2 separate regions of the Mus musculus genome follow, and region 2 is linked to region 1. The links are chromatin contacts, called in public HiChIP or PLAC-seq maps. All regions are on one chromosome and are shown on one strand. Each heading gives the region's core, a stretch centred on a gene start, on an enhancer-like site or on the middle of the called end of the contact. The rest is flanking DNA. Distances are from core to core; before and after follow the strand shown.

What was found. HiChIP or PLAC-seq counts read pairs in DNA pulled down with a chosen protein or histone mark.
Region 2: a contact with region 1 is called in an H3K4me3 HiChIP or PLAC-seq map of embryonic stem cells, with 2.5 times the contacts expected there. The contact joins the promoter of Grk3 here to the enhancer-like site in region 1. A contact is called at or near these places in 3 of 115 datasets of contacts at active chromatin or transcription factors (embryonic stem cells and stem cell-derived neural progenitor cells) and 2 of 9 other capture datasets (adipose tissue and embryonic stem cells).

Annotation. Positions count from the first base shown.
Region 1 is chr5:112,821,346-112,823,903 of GRCm38.p6, reverse strand. The region is part of intron 21 of Myo18b (myosin XVIIIb); the gene reads left to right. Among named protein-coding and RNA genes, the nearest start is that of 1700095B10Rik, 29 kb to the right of the region's middle. Within about 2 kb of position 1,288, at least 4 of the 459 cell types and tissues checked have an H3K27ac peak or open chromatin away from gene starts, as enhancers often do. A contact at or near this core is called in embryonic stem cells, where this site is marked.
Region 2 is chr5:113,014,272-113,016,829 of GRCm38.p6, reverse strand. It overlaps Grk3 (G protein-coupled receptor kinase 3), which reads left to right and starts at 1,292. Exons shown (of 21, transcript NM_177078.4): 1 at 1,292-1,463. The coding sequence starts at 1,351.

The DNA of each region.
Region 1 (2,558 bases), core at 39-2,538:
TTAAGTCCAGTTAGTTGTCTTTGTGTCAGAGTGATGGTATGTTTCTTAAATTCGCAGTCTGAAGAGTGTTGCTTGTATTTGTTCTGCCCCCTCAACTGGGCTCCAGACTGAATCAAAAGAAAGCTTTTGTTCCACAGACCCACCTCCTCCTGACGCCTTGGTGCCATTGTTATAGGTAGATGCCATAAACCCATTAATACAGCTCAATATTTTAAACTTAATCTTATGTCTTTTTAATTCACTTAAGATATATTTTCATATTTTAGCTTTTGAGACAGTCTCGCCATATAGACCTCATTATCCTGGAACTTGCTCGTAGACCAGGTTAACCTCTAACCCAGAAATCCTCCTGCTTCTGCCTCCTGAGTTCTGAGGCTAAAGGCATGCACCATGACACAAGGCTTCAGACTGTTTTCTAATTGTTTCCTGTAAATGCGTTCTGCTATTCTCCAGTCTTTAAAGGTTTGAGTCAACATTTCCTTCAGCCTCAAATCTGAATACAAGATCTGGTAGCACTGACTTTCCCAGCCTGTGTGTGCATGGGTGGAGCTTGTTTTGGGAGGATTAGAAGCACAGCTCTGTAAGGTATTGATTGACAAAGGGTTTTCCCCTCTCAGCATCTTTACCGTGCAGTTACACTGACTTCTGGGCTTCATTACTCAGGGTCGTGTTTGCTTTCTATGGCTGTGACAAACACCATGGATTAAAGGAACATAGAGACACAAAGGGTTACTTCATCTTCCAGGTGACTGTCCGTCACAAGGCAGATCGAGTGAGGACTCAAGCAAGAACTTAAAGAGACGCCTCAGAGGAACTCTGCGTGCTTCTCCATGTTTTTTTCTTTCTCCCTCCTCTCTTATACAGCCCAGGACCACCTTTCTAGGGAATGGTGATACCCACTGTGGGCTGAGCCCTCTCCCATCAATGAACGATCCAGGAAGACATGACTGCAGGCTAGTGTGACCCAGGGGATCTCTCCTCTGTGGTTCTTTCTTTCCAAGTGACCCTGGATGTGTGTGTCAAACCAGCCAGTCACTGTTAGGCTCATGGCTTCTCTCTTGCATGGTCAAGATTTTCTGCCATTTGGAGTTTACTTTTCTTGCTGCCACAAGCTCTGCTCTGACTTCCTTGGTTCCTCACCTTCCAATGAACTCACTGAACTCCTGGGAGCTCCAGGAAGCTTTTATTTTTAGGAAGGAACACAATTTGGGGAAGTTTTAAGCTGTGAGGCTCCATTCTGTTTTCTCCCTGTCCTTCGATGCTCTATCATGCAGATGCAGCTCTGTTCTGTTGCCAGGCGTGACTAATTCTTTATTCCCACCTTTCTGTGTTATTCAATTCAGGCAATCCCTTGGATACCACTCCCAACTCACCAACTCACCTGTGGTGAAGTTGTAGGTCCAGCGGTTTGATTTCACAAATGAAGAATTTCCACTCTTAGTTTTGCAGTCCTTTTTAATCTTCACATCTCTTTTTTGGTATTTTTACATTTGATGCTTATTAACACATCCTTCTTTTGGTGTTGTGGAATCAAACCCAGGACCCGGTACATCTCATCAGAGGGTCTGCCGTGGAGACGCCTAGAGCCTGTTCTGTCTCTTTACTCATTGAGCGACACTTTCTTCAGGTCTCTGAACAAATCTACAGTGAGTACTTGTAAATCTGTGATCGGTGGGCTAAGAGTCCACATTCTGAAAGTTCCTTCCCCTGATACAAGTAATAATATCTGAGAGAGAGAGAGACAGAGAGAGAGACAGAGAGAGACAGAGACAGAGAGAGACAGAGACAGAGAGAGAGAGACAGAGAGAGACAGAGACACACAGAGACACACAGACAGACACACACAGAGAGAGACAGAGAGACAGAGACAGAGAGAGAGACAGAGACACACAGAGACAGACAGACAGACAGATAGACAGACAGACACAGAGAGAGAGAGAGAACTTCTATTGAAAACTGAGCATCTTAGACAATGACCTTTAGGCATGGGTCTTTCTTAACCATCTGGTGACTTGATTCACCAAGCACAAGCCCCCTGGTGTCACTGCCTAACTTTTAAAGCCTTTGGTTTTGTTGTTCTGGGTAGTATTTCTATTTTACTGATGAGTCTTGGCTCAATATGGAATGCTGTCTACACCTGAGCCGCCATACACTGAGTTCCAGTGTCTGGCTCTGTCCCTTGTCTCTCTGTGACCATGCCCATGGCTTGTCTTTAGCATGAAGCAGATATGAAAGGTACCTCCAGCCCACTGGCTGTTCCACTGCCTACAACGTGTGAGGTTTGTGGTTATAGGCGCCACGGCTCACCTCAGTCAGAGCCACCGCCTTAACTGTGACTGATTCTCTGCGGCTGCTGCTGAGCTCTCACTGCTTCTGACAGGCCTGGGGTATAGCTTAGCCATGCCTTGCTCTGTAGACATGAGACTGTCCTAGCTGAGAAGGGGCTGCGTTCTTGGTGTGACTCGCCTGGTGGCCCCACTGCCGAGTCAGAGCTGGGTAGGATTTGGGGAGCAGAGATAAGAGCCTGCAGTCAAAATGGCTGCCAGCCCCCACTGCTC
Region 2 (2,558 bases), core at 43-2,542, 190 kb before region 1:
GAAGAAACAATATTCAGACATGAAGGAGCAATGTGTTTTGGGGGGAACTTACCCCTCTCTCCTCACTGGGTAGACAAGGCATCTATGCTCCCATATTTGGGTGAAAAAGTGAATGGAACTGGCAAATTCAACTGAAGGCTTGGCTCTCCCTGTCTCTGCCCCATTATACAGTGGGCACTATAGCGGTGATGTGGGCTGTCTGTGGCAGACCCAACTCCTTCAGGATGTTCCCACCCCTTCCCACCTATACCTTTTCTAGTCCCTCTAAATACTGTGCCTTGGGGATTGAGAAACTTCTGGTAAAACTAGTCCTTTGGGAAACAGAATAGACAGAAAACAAAAGCAGGAGAACTAATCAAAAAACGTGACTGTAAACCCCCAACAGTTCACTCTAACCCTGGCCAATCCCGGGTTCACAGTGATGTATGGCAATTTGGATAAAGGCCCTGCAAGCTTATGATGTCTGCAGATTTCCTGATCCCTTAACAGGTACCACATGGATTTTGAATGTGGACCCCTGTGCCCAGCTGCAGAGAAATGAAATAGTGACCTAGGCAGGGTTGGGAATTCCCTACTGCCCAGAATCAAGTCTCAGCCCTTCCACTTCCCTGAAAACCCAGGAGGCTCTGCACTCTCATAGGGGCACTTCCTCTTGTGGTTCTTGAGTTGGTAGAGAGCCTGCAGAAGCTAGGATACCTTAACCCCCCCGCCCCCCAACTGGACACACACCCTGAGGCCTTTCACCTGAATGCAAGCCAGTTATGACCTTGAACCTAGAGTGCTTCCATCAACTGGGTCCCCTGGGACAGCGCTGCTCCAGGGCAGGACTCTCACCCCACTTCACCCTGCATGGCGGGAGCCAAGCAACTTTCTCTTCTATGCTGGTGTCTCTTGGCTTGGTTCTCAGAGGGAGGTCTAGGGTGGGGCTAATGGCTGGAGACACCCCCTGCTGTAGCTCTGACCTCTATTTGGCAATCATTCGAAAGAGCAGGTGGGACTACTCCAGGATACCTCTTGAAGCGTCCTCTCCAGGACAGTGTGCTATTGGAGACCTCCTGGAGTGTCCACTCAGTACTGGGCATCTGGACTGTGCTTAGAGAGCTAAGGGTGAGAAAGAGAGGAAAAGGAGGAGAGGAGAGAGAAGAGAGGAGGAGGGAGAGGGAGAGGAGGAGGGAGAGGAAGTCCCTGGTGCCTGAGAGGCTGGGTCAGGAGCGCGTGGCCGCGGACGGTTGGGGGCGCGCCGGGCTGGGGCGCGGAGCCGCGGAAGGGGCGGTGCGTCGGGGTCCGCGTCGGGGTCGCGCGTCGGGCGCGCCGTGGCCCCGTCGGGGCGGCGGGAGCTGCGGAGCCGCCATGGCGGACCTGGAGGCCGTGCTGGCCGACGTCAGCTACCTGATGGCCATGGAGAAGAGCAAGACGGCGCCGGCCGCGCGCGCCAGCAAGAAGGTCGTCCTGCCGGAGCCCAGGTACTGCTCTGGCCCTCTCCGCCCTATCCAGTCTCCTTCGGTTCTTTCCCTCCCTCTCAGGTCCCTTCCGGATCCCTCCTGGTCCTCTCCCTCACCTTCCCCCTCCCCCCCCTCCCCCGCCAGTTCCCTCCAGTCCCCTCTTGTCCCCTCTGGTCCTCTCCCTCCTTTTCTGGTCCGCCCGCCAGTCCCCTCCGTCCCGCTGTCCCAGGCTGGTTGCAGGGCTGTCTGTCTCTCAGCCCCCCTGCCCCTGTCCTCTGGCCCCTTGCAGTAGTAAGTAGACCTTGAGTTCTCAGTTCTGTCACCAGCGCCATTACCTGAGCCACTTTCCTCAACTTGGACCCCTGGCGGCCTGCCCTTTCTGGGAAGGATGACAGGAGAGCCACTTGAGCCTAGCCTGGTCTTGCAAGACTGGAGGTTCCCGCTGCACCGGCTCCGGCTGGCCGCTCGCTGCCAAGTTGCTCTTAATATCACGACTGATTTATTATTGATTTTTCTGAGGTGTGATGGCCTCTTAGAGCTGTACTTGTCCCGGGGAGTTCTAGGCGGTGTTCCAGAGTGGGGCTGTGTGTCACTTCTTAATTGACCCCACTGCCAGTTGCTTAGCTGGTGTGGCTTCCTTGAGTTGATGAAAAAATTGGCTCGGACTTTACAGCCACCCCTGAACCATGCAATTCTGTAAGGCTCTAAACCAAAGCTGCATCCCCTTTCAAATGGTCAAGCGTGACACGCCCATGTGGCGGCAGTGTTACCTACCTTCATGTGAGAGAAAATATACACATTTACTCGTCTAATTTTTTGAGGTCCTGGAGATGGGACCCAGGGCTTCACACACGCCAGGTAAACCGTCTGTCTCCTTAGCAGTATGCATAGCCCTCAGAGAACCTTTCAATACCGAACAATGGTCAGATTATTATTTTTTTTCCCGATCGTGTTTGTGAGCCCCGTGATCCAGGAAACATCAAATCCCCGTGCCGTGTTTGCTAGGAAGAGTCACACTGTACACACAGCTGCGCTGGCTGGGTATTTTTGGCTTGCCTTCCCTTGCAAGCCTTGGCCCTTCGCTGTTTTTTTTGGGGGGTGTGTTGCTCCTTGCGG